5 separate regions of the Sus scrofa genome follow, and regions 1, 3, 4 and 5 are each linked to region 2. Evidence: chromatin contacts called from public Hi-C and HiChIP or PLAC-seq data. All regions are on one chromosome and are shown on one strand. Each heading gives the region's core, a stretch centred on a gene start, on an enhancer-like site or on the middle of the called end of the contact. The rest is flanking DNA. Distances are from core to core; before and after follow the strand shown. Region 1 has its middle 4.0 kb from the start of MIR21. Region 2 holds the start of PTRH2 (peptidyl-tRNA hydrolase 2, mitochondrial). Region 3 holds the start of DHX40 (probable ATP-dependent RNA helicase DHX40). Region 4 holds the start of RNFT1 (RING finger and transmembrane domain-containing protein 1). Region 5 holds the start of RPS6KB1 (ribosomal protein S6 kinase beta-1).

The links. Hi-C and Micro-C count contacts between places; a contact is called where the count stands out from the background. HiChIP or PLAC-seq counts read pairs in DNA pulled down with a chosen protein or histone mark.
Region 1: a Hi-C map of liver shows a contact between it and region 2, with 1.9 times the contacts expected there. The contact joins the enhancer-like site here to the promoter of PTRH2 in region 2. A contact is called at or near these places in 1 of 5 promoter capture datasets (liver), 7 of 47 Hi-C or Micro-C datasets (adipocytes, embryonic fibroblasts, epiblast stem cells and 3 more) and 1 of 2 datasets of contacts at active chromatin or transcription factors (alveolar macrophages).
Region 3: a contact with region 2 is called in a Hi-C map of liver, with 7 times the contacts expected there. The contact joins the promoter of DHX40 here to the promoter of PTRH2 in region 2. A contact is called at or near these places in 3 of 47 Hi-C or Micro-C datasets (heart right ventricle, liver and skeletal muscle).
Region 4: a contact with region 2 is called in an H3K27ac HiChIP or PLAC-seq map of alveolar macrophages. The contact joins the promoter of RNFT1 here to the promoter of PTRH2 in region 2. A contact is called at or near these places in 1 of 47 Hi-C or Micro-C datasets (liver) and 1 of 2 datasets of contacts at active chromatin or transcription factors (alveolar macrophages).
Region 5: an H3K27ac HiChIP or PLAC-seq map of alveolar macrophages shows a contact between it and region 2. The contact joins the promoter of RPS6KB1 here to the promoter of PTRH2 in region 2. A contact is called at or near these places in 1 of 5 promoter capture datasets (liver), 3 of 47 Hi-C or Micro-C datasets (embryonic fibroblasts, liver and skeletal muscle) and 2 of 2 datasets of contacts at active chromatin or transcription factors (alveolar macrophages and skeletal muscle).

What each region holds. Positions count from the first base shown.
Region 1 is chr12:36,067,884-36,070,583 of Sscrofa11.1, reverse strand. No RefSeq gene overlaps it. Among named protein-coding and RNA genes, the nearest start is that of MIR21, 4.0 kb to the right of the region's middle. Within about 2 kb of position 1,308, at least 58 of the 83 cell types and tissues checked have an H3K27ac peak or open chromatin away from gene starts, as enhancers often do. A contact at or near this core is called in alveolar macrophages, embryonic fibroblasts, epiblast stem cells and 2 more, where this site is marked.
Region 2 is chr12:35,931,851-35,934,550 of Sscrofa11.1, reverse strand. PTRH2 (peptidyl-tRNA hydrolase 2, mitochondrial) reads left to right here and starts at 1,322. Exons shown (of 2, transcript XM_003131669.4): 1 at 1,322-1,475.
Region 3 is chr12:35,780,167-35,782,866 of Sscrofa11.1, reverse strand. It overlaps DHX40 (probable ATP-dependent RNA helicase DHX40), which reads right to left and starts at 1,313. Exons shown (of 18, transcript XM_005668994.3): 1 at 1,163-1,313; 2 at 101-268. The coding sequence starts at 1,214.
Region 4 is chr12:36,173,707-36,176,406 of Sscrofa11.1, reverse strand. It overlaps RNFT1 (RING finger and transmembrane domain-containing protein 1), which reads left to right and starts at 1,272. Exons shown (of 9, transcript XM_021067295.1): 1 at 1,272-1,706. It overlaps LOC102157680 (a long non-coding RNA gene), which reads right to left and starts at 1,490. Exons shown (of 5, transcript XR_001299904.2): 1 at 1,367-1,490.
Region 5 is chr12:36,110,175-36,112,874 of Sscrofa11.1, reverse strand. It overlaps RPS6KB1 (ribosomal protein S6 kinase beta-1), which reads right to left and starts at 1,291. Exons shown (of 15, transcript XM_003131671.5): 1 at 1,013-1,291. The coding sequence starts at 1,153. TUBD1 (tubulin delta chain) reads left to right here and starts at 1,569. Exons shown (of 6, transcript XM_013981124.2): 1 at 1,569-1,683.

The DNA of each region.
Region 1 (2,700 bases), core at 59-2,558, 140 kb before region 2:
ACACAGGATGGCTAAGAGTGGAGCTGGCTTTTCCAACACTTGGCATAGGGACGTGCAAAGGCTGCTCGTCAATTTAAATGCAAAACTTTTTCAGCTGTGGCCTTTTAATGTGCTGCACTCTCCCTTTCCCCATCACCTACCTTGTGATCATAAGATGAAACAAGTAAGCAGAAGTTTGGACTTTTGTACCAGACTTTTCCGCAGAACTGAGTGGCTAGGATCCAGAATATTTGAATTCTTGCTCTACTTCCTTGTTTCCTCCAGCAAATCACTGGACTTCTCTGCTTAATTTCCTCATGGGGCTATTGTAAGGATTTAATGATTAAATACAATACACATAAAACAGCATTGAAAACAGTGCCTGGTGCAAAGCAAGCAAGCAATCATTATCACAGTTACAATAAATCCACTGTGTTTCCTGGTACAGGGCACATCAGAGAAGGTTCCTGGGAGCTAATCTTGATCAGTGGTTGTGAACAAAGAACAAACCATGGAGGGGACACAGGAGCAGGAAGAAGGGGCTGGTGCAAGGGGCAGACTGGAGCGAGCCTCAAGGGTGTGGCCCTTGTGCCTCAGCGGAGACAAATCTGACTAGCACCCATGAGGATGCAGGTTCGATCCCTGGCCTCGCTCAGTGGGGTTGCTGGTGAGCTGTGGTGTGGGTCGCAGACATGGCTTGGATCTGGCATGGCTGTGGCTGCGGTGTAGGCCAGGGACTACAGCTCCGATTCTGCCCCTAACCTGGGAACCTCCAAATGCCGCGGGTGCAGCCCTCAAAAGACCAAAAAAAAAAAAAACCCAACCAAAGAAAAAAAACCAAACCAAGTGAGATTAGATAGAGAAAGTCTGGCTGCTTGAAGAGGCTTAGGACTGTCACTCAAGTGAAACCGATTCTCAAGACACTAGGAGGTGCCCAAAAAAATGAAAGGCAGAAAAAGGCCTCCTCTTGTTATTTTTGGCTTTTATCTTCTTAAGTAATGAAAAGAGGGTGAGAACAACAAGGTTCTCTGGTGACGTGGAGCGTTGGGCTTCAGCACTTACTGCCAAGAGAAGTGAACCTGAGCTGCTCTTTTGTTTCCTACACAACCTGGTGAGGAGCCAAAGGAAGACAAAAGTAATGTGAACAGTCATCCCCCACCTTCGGGGAAAGGCGGAACCACCCCTCTTTTCAAATCCCAAGCCGCCGCCCTCCGAGAAAACACCCGCCCCCCATCGGAAACAGACGGGGACACAATGAAGCAATGCTGTCCGGCGGGGTCAGTCGACGCGGCCTGAAGGAAAAAGCTGCTCAGGCTGTTCCCTCGAGGGGGGCAGATGGCAACAAAGGGAAATGACGTTGGGGATTAGGTGGGGGGCGAGAAACGTGGCCTTCGGAGGCCTCCTTGAATAAACAAGGCTTTTCCCCGCAGGGCTTTGGGGGGGAAGGCCGTCCCCGCGAGCCGCGCGACCCGTGGCAACCCCTCCCTGGAAACGCTCCAAAGGGCCGGGGGCGGGGGGGGGTGTCCCCTCTCAGGCTGATCCTCAGAATCAGCCAGAGGCGTCCCCTCAAGAATTCAGGAATGTGGTTTCCAACGCAAACAGACCCTCCATGGTGGAAAACGTGCTGGAGTGCGGCCAGGCCGTCCCGTCGCGTCCTGAGTCATGTGGAAACGGTTCCCCCGCGGGCTGCACACCTGGGCTGCCGACCGCAGAAGGGGATTTCCAAACGGACCGGCGGCCGTAAATCCTGCCTCCCTTCCCAAGGCGCTGCAGGTCCACTTTCTCGGAAGCGCGCCCCAGAGATTCCCAACTTCCTAACTCCGCTTCTAGGCTGCCTCAGAGCGGCAACTGCTGCTGACCCAACGCATCGAGGAGCCAAGCAACGCCGTGCTTTTCAAAAAGGTTTATTTTAAATGAAGAGGAACAGATGTCCAGGGTTTCCAAACTGCCACACATTTGTGGATTTGGCTGACAAGCGCTCTAGGCTGCATTTCGTCTCTGTTCCCAGAGAGTCAGAGCCAGCCACTCAGAACTGACTCACTTGCTCTGGGCCACAGTTTGGGCCAGTAGCCCAACTGCAGAACTAGGATCCCAGATCGCAAATGAATCCAGGGTGTTCGGGTAGACAGCGGGGGCCATCTAACACAACTCACTTTATTTCAGTAGTCTCAACACCCACACAGCAAACTGTGGAAGGCCAGTAGGTCAGAGAATGAGCAAACAGTTGGCACCTGCCTGTCCCAGCGCCACACAATTCCAAAGGCCATGAGTAAGCAACTCTCCAGAACAGGTTTTTGTTATAATCTCTTCTGAGTACTGATTAAATATGCAAATACATGTAAGTTATTTGCTGCAATTCAGTCCTCACCCTCAAGGCAAATGTATTACCTCAGGTGAACTCTTGGCTTTGCTGAGAAGGGCAGGGCAGGAACCCAAGCCCCTAACTACCAGATACAAATGACTCAACTGCTTCTAGAATTTTCAAGTACACTATGTGCTTTCTTTTCTCCTTGTCTTTGAGAATAAAGGAACAAACACTTCGCATGTAGCACTTTTGTGTAGCATTTCGTTTACTATGTTTTGTGAATACCAGAGGAGGTTTCATCATGTGAGTTAGAGATGGACTGTGACTTAGCTTTTAAAAATGGCTATTATGGAAGTTGCCGTGTGGCACAGTTGGAGGTAAAGATCCAGTGTTGAGCGGCTGTGGCACAGGCTGAA
Region 2 (2,700 bases), core at 73-2,572:
ATTACACAGCTACACAAATAGGCCACATTTATCTGGATACTGCTACCTCTTCCAAAGGTCAATTAAAACATAATCTAGAATGCATAAAATATTGCCTAGTAAATAATAGTTTCCTATCATCATTTATGCTAAGAATACACAACTAAAATCAGGGTGGATGATAACACAATTAAAAAGTAACAGCAGTCAGAGTATTAATTTCCCCATCATTACAACATTAGAAATACTCGTCCAAACCTCTCCAAAGGATCAGTGCACTCTACAAAGGAGAAGTAAAAGACATTAAAGTTAGGAAGCGCCAAAGAAGAAGCAAAAGTTAGGAAAGGGAGCTATGTTTCTTAACATTACAGTTAGGAAAAGGAAAAGGGGCTATGTTGTCAAGAAAGGTAAACAGTGCCAGAGCCTGTTTATCAAGAGATTGTTGCATGAATTTGCAGGAAAACAAAATAGTGTAAAACTCACTGAGAGTCATAATAATCTTAAGCAGTGTGACACAGGGTCACATATGGCTTTTTGGAAGTTTAGTTATTAAACCAACCTTCATGTTTTACTGCAAATATCTCCACTGTAAAGAAATACACTGGTCAGGGGTCAGGGATTTGGAAAAGGCAGGGAACACTGTTCTTCATGAACGTAGTAGGAGGTAACATGAAGGTCCTCTTTGCAAGAGATCTACGGAGGGGAGGCCCCACTCCCTTGGCCACCAACGCTTTAGATGGCACTTGCACATCTGAATTTTGTTTAGAAAGGGGTACATTTAGAATCATGCGCTAGCGGTTGGGAAGGGCAAGAACTTAACTGACAGATCCTGAGAAAAAGCTTGGTCATCGGCAGGGAAGATAGCTTTTCCATTTACTCTAAGGTCCTAGATACTTGGGGAGGAAGAGGGTACTCTACACAAGCTCAGAACGACTTCCAAGTCCGCGGCGATTAGAGGGAATGGCTGGGAGTCCAGTGCATGGGTTCAAAGTACCGGTGGCCAACCACGGGGAGGTGTCCCAAATAACCTAGCTACTGCCAGACTCAAACAGTCGGCAGAGCCCTAAAACACTGATTGAAGTCGGAATCACGGTGCCCCAGATCTGCATCGTCTAAGTGAAAGAACTCCAGAAGAAGTCAAGCTCTGAGGATAGCCTCAGGCGTCCGTCCCCAGTGCTCCGTGCTCGCTTACCTAGCCGCTCTGACTCCGGCTTCTCCGGATCTCGGGATCCTGGAAGCTGCTCGCGACTGACTCTCACACCCGCCGCTGGGCTGCGGCCAACCGGAACTCGCTCACGCCACTTCCGGTCCGTTTTCCCCCCGGGAGACCTCCTCCAAGAGAAAAACGTTCCCCGCTCCTTTCCGCCACCTCGGCTGATCGTCGCGGGATTTTAGTTCTGGTCTCGTTAGGGACCTGTGGGCGGGGCGAGAGGAAGAATGACTGATCTCTTCGCTGTTTTTGATCCGGAACTTGTTGTCCAGGAACCCCGGAAGAGGTAACTCGAGCGAGAGACGCGTGTTCGCTACCTAGAAGTGAAGACAGCAAAGGCGCGGGTGAGGCGGAGGGAAGGTGCGCTCGGTAGGTTGGCCCTTCAATAGGGCATAGGAGAGGGATGTCCTTCTCCATTCTCTTTCCAGGTGGACCGTTTCTTCTCATCTCATTCTAAACCCCTTTCTTTCATCTTCGTAAACTCTTCCGCCCAGTGGCCGCTGGAGTCCTTGTTCCGGTTTGGCCAGTCGTCTTTTGGGAAGAAGGGACCTAACTGCTGGGGAGGGCAAGGACCCAGAATTTCTAGTTCCCAGGGCACGCCTCCACTCAGGCAGTCTCGATGCAGTCGCTCTGAATGTGCGAAAATACCGAGCAGGCCTCACACGCTGCTGAGCATTTATTGAATACCCCGCAGCATAGCGAGTTGTTGAGTCCCACAAAGAAAGAAAAGATCTTTAGGGATATGATCAAAAAACTTGTCCTCCTGTGTCACACGGACATAATGTCTAGAGGAGTATTCAGTTCTTGAGCATTTTACTCCAGGCACTGCGCTGGACGTTGAGAACATACACTGCAGTGGCTCTGTGTAATTGCTACTGCGGCTCTGGAAAGTAAATAATTAAGACTTAAGAGACAGATTTCATTGCTTTCATGGGTGAAGAGGATGTTTTTGTGTGTTGAAGTGGAAAAAATTATTTTGGGGAGAGACTGCTGCTTGAAAGTACCTAGGAATTTGGTGTGGCTGGAAAGTACCGTATGTTGCAGGGAGAGTAGGTTAGAAGGATAGAGTAGGTTGAAACCAAATTGTATGATGCTTCGAATTCATGCTAAGAGACTTGTTTTTATTGTTAACCACCGAACTTGAGTCCACTTGACCAAACGGCATCAAAGCCAACCTGCCTACCGCTTCCACCTCCAGTTGTGGTGAAGGAAAGTGCAGCGTTTGTTGTAGAGCAAAGCCAAGGTAGTGGGAGGCAAGCCTCAAATCCACTCCAACTTGGTCACTGAGTTAGGGTGTTCTTTTATTTGTATTTTTTGAAGGGGAAGAACAAATGGGATGGGATTAATCATCATCTTGTGACAGTTCTTAATTGCAGTGATTTTTCTTAATTGTAGTTTCAGGAGTCAGGATGTCTTTGGTTTATGATTCTCTGGCCAGGTGGTCCATGGCTCGAGGGCCTGTTAGCTCATCTTGCCAAAGAGAAACAGCTCAAGTTAAGCTATTAATGATG
Region 3 (2,700 bases), core at 64-2,563, 150 kb after region 2:
AATCTGGGAACCTCCATATGCCACCAGTGTGGCCCTTTAAAAAAAAAAGGGTGGGGGATATTTTTTAAATACTCCCAATATTACCCCAGAATAAAATTACCTGCTTCATATAGATACTTTGGAAGTTGTGTTGTTTTACCACTTCCTGTATTTCCAGTAACAATAAGGAATGAATTGTCCCTCACAGCCTGAATAAGTTTTTTTCTTTGTTTTTGAATAGGAAAAGTTGGAGTAGTTCCTCCCTCCTGTGATGTGCATCCTTTCTCTTCTGTAATAACAACAAAAAAGTTTATAAATTAAAAGACCTGTAAAAACATCACTAACTCAATTTCTCAGAAATGAAAAGAGAACGACAATAGAATTTCAGGGCTAGAAAGACTCAAACCATGACTTCTCAGTTAAATCACTCACATCCAATTTGCAAGTAAGGGTTTTTATAAGCCCAATGCAACTTTATAGTCAGCTCTAATAACTTGAGCATTTGCTAATGCATGACTCAAAGTATCTGCCAGAGTAAGCCTAGTATAAGGCAAAGTATTTGCAAACACACCTATACAGAAACACAAAAGCCAATTTTATTAAACAAAACACCCAAAACCGGAACACAGAAGAAAAACTCTCAGCTGAATTAAAAGCCACCTGTGTTTGCTTCTGATTCATGGTTCAAGTTAGGTCCCTGTTCAGAGTGACTGATATCCCAGAAGGCCAAGTGGTGGGTAACCATGGAAACTGGCTCCTGGAAACTGGCTCCCTTCATACCGTACCCAAAGGCAGGCTGGCGGCCCGACGAAGGGGCGGGGGGGGGGGGAAATGGGTAGAGAACAAAGGCTTTATGAGCCTATTTAAGAGCAGAACGCGTCTCTGCGCTGGGGTTCACTTTTTTGTACCCCAGTAGGGTTTTCACCCAACTTGCGTCTGGGACCGCCCCCCTCTAGACCAAAGTGCTCACTGGACGCAAAGTTCGGTTCCCGCTTGGAGGGCGACAAAAACGCTACAACCTCCACCCTACTCTTCTCTGCCTGCCTAAGGCAGACTTTTATCTTTCCCAAACCCCCCCATGCCCTAACTCCCGCTGGCCTCCGTAGTGTCCCGCGGACCGCACCTCTATCCGCGATGGTAACAGCCGAAGGCCGCTCTTCCTGAAGGTCTCTTGAGCGCTCACCTTCCTCCTGCCGCCTTGGCGCCCTGCCCGCGACGGCGGGAAACCGGGACATAGACCTGGCCCCAAGCGGAGGTGAGCACGTCCACCGATCTGAGGAGATGGGAGGGGAAAGGCGAAGACGCGCCCTGATGACGTCGAGGTGTTTACTTCCGCGCGTGCGACTCGAGCAAGGGGAGGGGCAGATGTTCGTTGACTTGGCGCGCGGCGGGCGAGCAGTTCCCCAACCCGCGCCACGCGGCTGCGAGCAGACGGTCCACCCCGGAGTGTCCTCCGCTGCCTGAAGGTGTACGCTGCGCGGGTGTTGTAAAGCCAGCCCCGAGGTCCGGAAGCGCTCCCTCCTGTTTCTCTTCTTATGCGCAAAAGGGCACGGGACACCTTTTTGCTCAGTGGTCCCTGCAAGCCTAGCCTACCTTCACACACCTAACGTTATGTGACCGTTTGCCAGGAGCTGGAACCTTACTAGAGGTGTTCCATAATATTGTCACTTTGCGTATCCTGAATTGACCCGTTTAAGGCATACATCCCACGAGTTGCAGAGCCGAACTTCTGGTTCCATAGGATCCAAAACTTACGTCGCATACGCTCTACATTCCCTTCGCAGGATCCTGCATTTTAATTTATTTCCATGTTTATTTTCTTTCCCTTTTCCCCAAATAGATGCAAGCGCGGCAACTTCAGAAAATCATGGAACGTTCAGCCTGGCAAAGTGATTCGAAGTGGGCTGGTTTTTGAATTTGCTGGGTGGATGAGTGAATGATTGATCTGCAGAGGAGTTAAGCTCACTTTTAATGGCTGTGGGTTCCTTGGAAACCACAAGCGCTGAAAAGTTTAAAAGATATACAACAATCAAGGGTGGGGTGACTTTTTCAGAAAGGCAATTTGGGGAGCAGTCTTCCTGACATAGAACCTTAAAATTTTGTTAAGTGATGTCAGTCGTAATAACAAAATCTGTGCAAGAAGGTTGTTTTCCGACTTTTCAACCATTCCTACTGTTAGAATTAACCAACACTGGAGTTCCCATTGTGGCTCAGCAGTAGCAAACCCGAACTGGAGGCGGGTTCCATTCCTGGCCTCTCTCAGTGAGATCTGGGTTATGTAAGGATACTGCGTTGTGGTGAGCTGCAGACCTGGTGTTTTTGTGGCTGTGGATCTAGCGTTGCTGTTGCTGTGGTGTAGGCTGGCATAGATGCAGCTCTGATTGGACCTGGGAACTTCCATATGCCGAAGGTGCAGCTGTAAAAAGGATAAAAAAAAAAAAAATGAACCAACACTTACAGCTGAAGAAAACAATGCAAGCTGTCACTGTGCATTAACTAAAGGCTACTACTCTCCTATCTGACCAACCTTCAGATGATGTCATTGGACCCCAAGATTTTTCTGTGCTCATTAAAAATTTGTGAATACCAACTCCTTTTAGAGGGGACGGGTTAACATCTCTGAAAATGCAAGTTTGTCATATTTTGAGTGAGAACAACTTTCTAACAAATTTATATCGCCAAAGCCTGGGAGCTACAAGAATAAATCTGGTAAGAGAAGGA
Region 4 (2,700 bases), core at 23-2,522, 240 kb before region 2:
AGGAGAAAATAAGGTGCAAAAAATTTCATGATTAAGGAGGCTCAAAAATCACACACCAGGACTTCCTGTTATGGTGCAGTGGGTTAATGATCTGGCTTGTCTCTGTGGTGGCACCAGTTCTATCCCCAGCCTGGTACAGTGGGTTAAGGATCCCAAGTTACCACATCTGTGGCATAGCTCACAGCTATGGCTGGGATTTCATCCCTGGCCAGGGACCTTTCATATGCCCCAGGAGCAGCAGAAAAAGGGGGGGAGGGAATCACACACCAGCAAACTAACTTGGGTAAAGTTGCTGTGAATGGCTTTAAATCAGCGACCGGTAATAAGACAAAGTATTCCTTTTTTTCCACTAGATATTCAACTCATGACGTGTGTGTATGTAAGCAAATGCATCCTCTCTAGTGAGGAAAGACTGAACCCCTCACCCAAGCCATTGAATGTTTAATTTCAAGACTTGTAGGAAGACCATCAAGAGTTACCTACTTGACGTCAAATTCCAGATATTAAAGGGAAAAAAACTCGAGGTTCAAAATAGAAAGGCTATTCGTGGTGGGGAGGGATGGGACAGATTCTTGGAAAACAAGTAACATTTAGAATCTATCTGGGCTGAGGATCAAGAGGTAAGCTTTTTTGTTTCATTGTTCAAAGTTTTTTTTCTTTTTTTCCCCTTTTAGGGCGACACCTGCAGCACATGTAAGTTCCTGAGCGAGGGGTCCAAACCGAGCGTCGTCCGTGCAACCCCGGAACCTTAACCCACACCCAATGGGAGAGGCCAGGGATACGAACTAGTCCGGTTCTTAAACCCCCTGAGCCACAAGGAGAACTCTCCAAACTTTTTCTTAATACACCTTTTATTTTTAGAAGTTTTAGGTTAACAATTACAGCGAAGACACTACAGAGCTCCCTAGAAAACAAGGTTTTTAAACTCTTAACTTCTACTTCCACCCCCACCTAAATTATCCTCACTTCTCCATTTCTATTCTCAGGTTTCGGCAGGGTCTTGTTCTCACAGTGCAACTTCAGAATTGTAAAGAAAACCCGAGTTCAGTTAAAACTTCACCGCCCATCCACAACTGGCTCAGCTGAGCTGGGGGAAACCAGACCGCTCCCGCCCCCGCCCGGCTCGCTCAGAGGCGCGTCGAGCCCTCGCCAACGTGGCTCCTCCAGCTCGGAACCCGGGAGACGCGAGCCAGGCGGGACCCAGGGGCTGGCGCACGGGAGGCGGGACCAGACCAGCCCCCAACGGCAGGCTCCTCCCCCGAGGGCAGGTTCTCGAAGCCAAAACATTTTTAACCTCGAAACGTCCGGATCTCTGAGGAGGGGGTGAGGAGGGGTGTAGGAGGGCAGGTTACACAAACGTACGCACAGACTGGATGCAGCTCATGGTTTAACGCAGCCGGCTGCCGGGAGTTGTGGGGCACAGACCGCTCTTCACAGCCAGCACCCCTGACGGCCTGCACCCCACTCGGGTCGGCGGCGCCCTCCCCTCGGCGCGTCGCCCGGGGGCGGGGCACGCGCGCGTGAAGACGTCCAGGGAGCGAGCGCGCGCGCGCGCGCCGCCGCCGCCGCTGCCGCCGCGGAGCTGAGTGGAGGTTGCAGGTGGTGGGGGTTTCAAGGTGATGGCCCCGGTTGAAGGCCTCGAGGCGGCGTCTGCCACAGTTCCTGCGGTCGCTGCCCGGGCCCTGGTCCGCCCATCGTCATGAGAGGTCAGGTCTGGGGGAAACGGATGAAGGAGGCGAGGGACCCCGGCGAATGGGTTCTGGGGAGAATAACTGAGGCGCTCGAAGCTCGAACGTGGGTGGAAAACTCTGACCTGGAGATTCCGGAAGAGCCGTTTGCGTTTACTTTTCTTTTTTCTCCCCTTTCTTGCTCGTGCTTGGAGGAGAGTGGGAGGGTTCTCTGTTTTAATTTATGAAAGAAGGCGCAGAAACTGTTCAGTCCAACGTCGGTCTTCGGAGGTTTGAGGAAATAAATAGTAGCAGTCGTGACGTTTGGAGCATCGGTGAAAAAGCCTTTAGTGAAAGGCAGTTAAAAACCAAACCGCCCCTCAGTAACTGGAAAAAAAAAAATTCAAACCTACGAATGAATAGAATGACATAATATCCCCTGACGTTAACCCCTGCTTCCTCCTCCAGAAACGGTTTCGTCAGCTGGATTGTGGCATCCCCGACAGCTACCCACACTCATCCTGTGGGTTATTTCCCTGCCTGTGTTCGTTCCCCTTCCCTCCACGGTGGCATTTTTAACGGGCAGACCCCGTAACTATCCTTATTCAGACCGAAGAGTTACTTAGCGATTACCTGGTGCCTCTCCAAGCCTCCCTATTTTAAAGGTATTTAGGTAACATCCTTTGAGGGGCGGGGAAAGGTAATACTCTTGGTTTTAATTATTGGAAACTTTTTAATTAACTTTGTGAAAGCTCTTTCAGCATAAAACGAAATTTGTAGGTCACCTGAGTGAAATGTTTATGATTAGTTCTCCATGATGATATTTAATAAGGAGTTAAGATTTAATTTTTTTTTCCTCCTAGCCTTTCCAAGCATTAAAAAAGAAAAAGAGATTCACACTTATGAGATGTAGAATCTGCATCAGAGATGAAAGTACTCCAGTTAGGCATAGTAAATGTGCTAAAGTATTCAAGTATGAATGAGTTCCAGGACTCACATTAACGTCTGCTGGGCAAACATACTCTGACAATTT
Region 5 (2,700 bases), core at 42-2,541, 180 kb before region 2:
ATTTTGAATGTCACGTACAACTTGTGATTTTTCAATAAATTTACCTTGAAAAAAAGAATCTTGAATAAAGAAAAACTACTAACCAAAGGTGAACCAAGCTATGCATTAGGAAAAACAATTCTAAATTTAGCACCCCAAATTACAGCAAGGAAAGCCCTCACACCACCATTCACAAGTCTCAGTTTAAGCAATTTATTTTTGGCAAGCCAAATCACAGCTGTCAACGCTGGTTTTTTTCCACCCCAAAATTACATCAAGTATTTTGAAAAAATGTAGACATCTTCAACTGGGAGAAAAGTAAGTTACAAATGCCGTGTGTCGTTATAAATGCTTAACAAAAAAGTCACACGGAAGGAGGTTTTTGTTTAAAAAAAAAAAAAAAAAAGCAAACAAACAAACCCTGGAAGATGCAGCAGAGCCCCCTTGCTCCCGAAATAAAACTCCTGGTGGCTGTAACAGCAGCGGCAGCGCTACTCCCGACAGAAGTTTTCAGCTGTCACTTCTAACAGCTGAGCGCTTCCTAGGAGAGAAGCGACAGGCCGAGAAAAGAGGTGGTTGTGGGAGGTCTGAAGATTTAATACTTGAAATCTTACACTCAAGGGAAACCCTTCCGCTCTTCACCTGCACTTACGGGACACCCAGCCAGCGCAATCCCCCTCCCCCCAACACACGCTTCCACCACTCGCGCCCCACCACATTTAAGTCCACTAGCTCCAGGAATCGACCACGCGCCCTTTCTCGTTCCCTCCGCAGGCTGCTCCCAGCTGCGCTGTTCTGGGGCTAGGGGCGCGACCTGCACCTGCAAGCCCCGCAGCGGCCTCACACCTAAGGCCAGGTCCGCCCCACCCGTCCCCCCCCCACCCCCAGCTTCTGGCCGCGCGGCACCTCGGCTCCTCCCGCGGACTACTCGCTCCCCCCTGGGTCTCCGCGCTCTCGGACGCGCGGGGCTTCCAGGGCCCGCGCCACCGCCCCGGCCCTGTCACCTCGGGCCCCCCGGGACCCCGGGCCTCACCCCCTCCTCCAGCTCATCCTCAGAGCCCGCGTCCTCTGGCTGATCCAGGTCTATGTCAAACACTCCTGCCATGTCCTCAGCTTCCCTGTCTCGGAAGTCCGGCGCTGGGTAAAAGCCGTCCCGCCTCCGTCGTCGCCTCATGGGCCCGGACCCGCCGCAGCCACTGCTGCCGCTGCCGCCATCACCGGCTGCCTAGGCTCAGTGCGTCTGCGCTTAGGCCCCAGACTGGCTCCTGAAGTTCAGCACTGGAGCATGCGTACAGGATTCTGTGAAGCCGAACTGTGGGCAGTGAACATGCGTAGAACTATTGCCAGGAACCAGGTACTGGCAGAAACATGCGCAGAAGCCCAGCCGAAGCCTCTCTTGGAAGCCAGATCATGCGCATTGTCAGCTAAAGAGTTTGATGGACAGCGAGCATGCGTACCGTGTCTGAAATTGATAAATTGAAATTGAACATGCGTAATTAACCTTACTGAATAGGAAAAAAAAAAAAAAAAAACACCCACCGCGGGGAGGGCGGGGGGGAAAAAGCGCAACAAATCTCTACGTTTGTGGTACATGCGCATTCGTTCTCTGTAGTTTTTTTTTTTCTTTTGAAAGAGCATGCGCATAATAAGAGGGTTGCCCCTCGAATTTGAACCGGACAGAAACGGCTGGTTCTGGGGCTGGCAGTGAGTGGGGTTTTTGGGGAGCTGCTGGGGTGGTATAGAAAGGGAGCATCTTGGCTTTGCTAATTACTAGTTCGGTGGCTTTGCGAAAATCACATAACCTTTCAGAGCCTTAAGTTTCCTTATCTGTAAAATGAAAGTAATGACATCTATTTTGCAGGCTTGTTTGATAATTTTAAGTACAGAGTCTGGTTCCCAAACCACAGCTCTTTCCATTGCTCCGTGGACTCGGTGTGAGGTCTTAACCAAAAGTTGTCTCTTTACATTGTTAAAAATAGTGAATACTTTCTCTAATATTTCATCCCGTCTTTTTTTCCCCCCAAGCTTCGTCTCCCATGCTGTCCTCCCTGAGCTAAATACAAAGTCTTTCCTGTGTTACTGTGGTGCCTAGAACAGAAAGACGATTGGAGGGAGAAAATAATTATTTGGAAGAGAGAATATTAATGTTAATAAAATGTGCTATTGTTGAGCTAACTTCTGCATTATGTCCCTGTGGTGTGAAGTGTATGCTATGAATTCCTTCAACCGGGATTCCTTTTGTTTTTTTTTTTGTTTGTTTTAAATGCATACTTAGGAAAATAGTGATTACAAATGAAAATTTGAAAACTATTGAGCTTTATATAAATGAATTTGGGTACAGTAAATCCCAAAACCATATAAAGAAAAAGAACAACTTTCTTAAATGTTTGGCTTCTTAGACAAGATAGCTATTTTATCTACAGCGCCATAGACATATATAGTATTTTTAAAAATGTTTTTTTCTTTTAGGGTCACATCTGAGGCATATGGAAGTTCCCAGGCCTGGGGTCGAATCTGAGCCGCAGCTGCCAGCCTATGCTACAGCCTCAGCAATGTGGGATCGAAGCTGCATCTCTGAGCTATACTATAGCTCACAGCTATGTCAGATCCTTAACTCACTGAGCAAGGCCAGGGATCAAACCTGCATCCTCATGTATGCTAGTCAGGTTCATTGCCCCTGAGCCACAATGGGAACTCCTAAAAAAATTAATTTTTATTGAT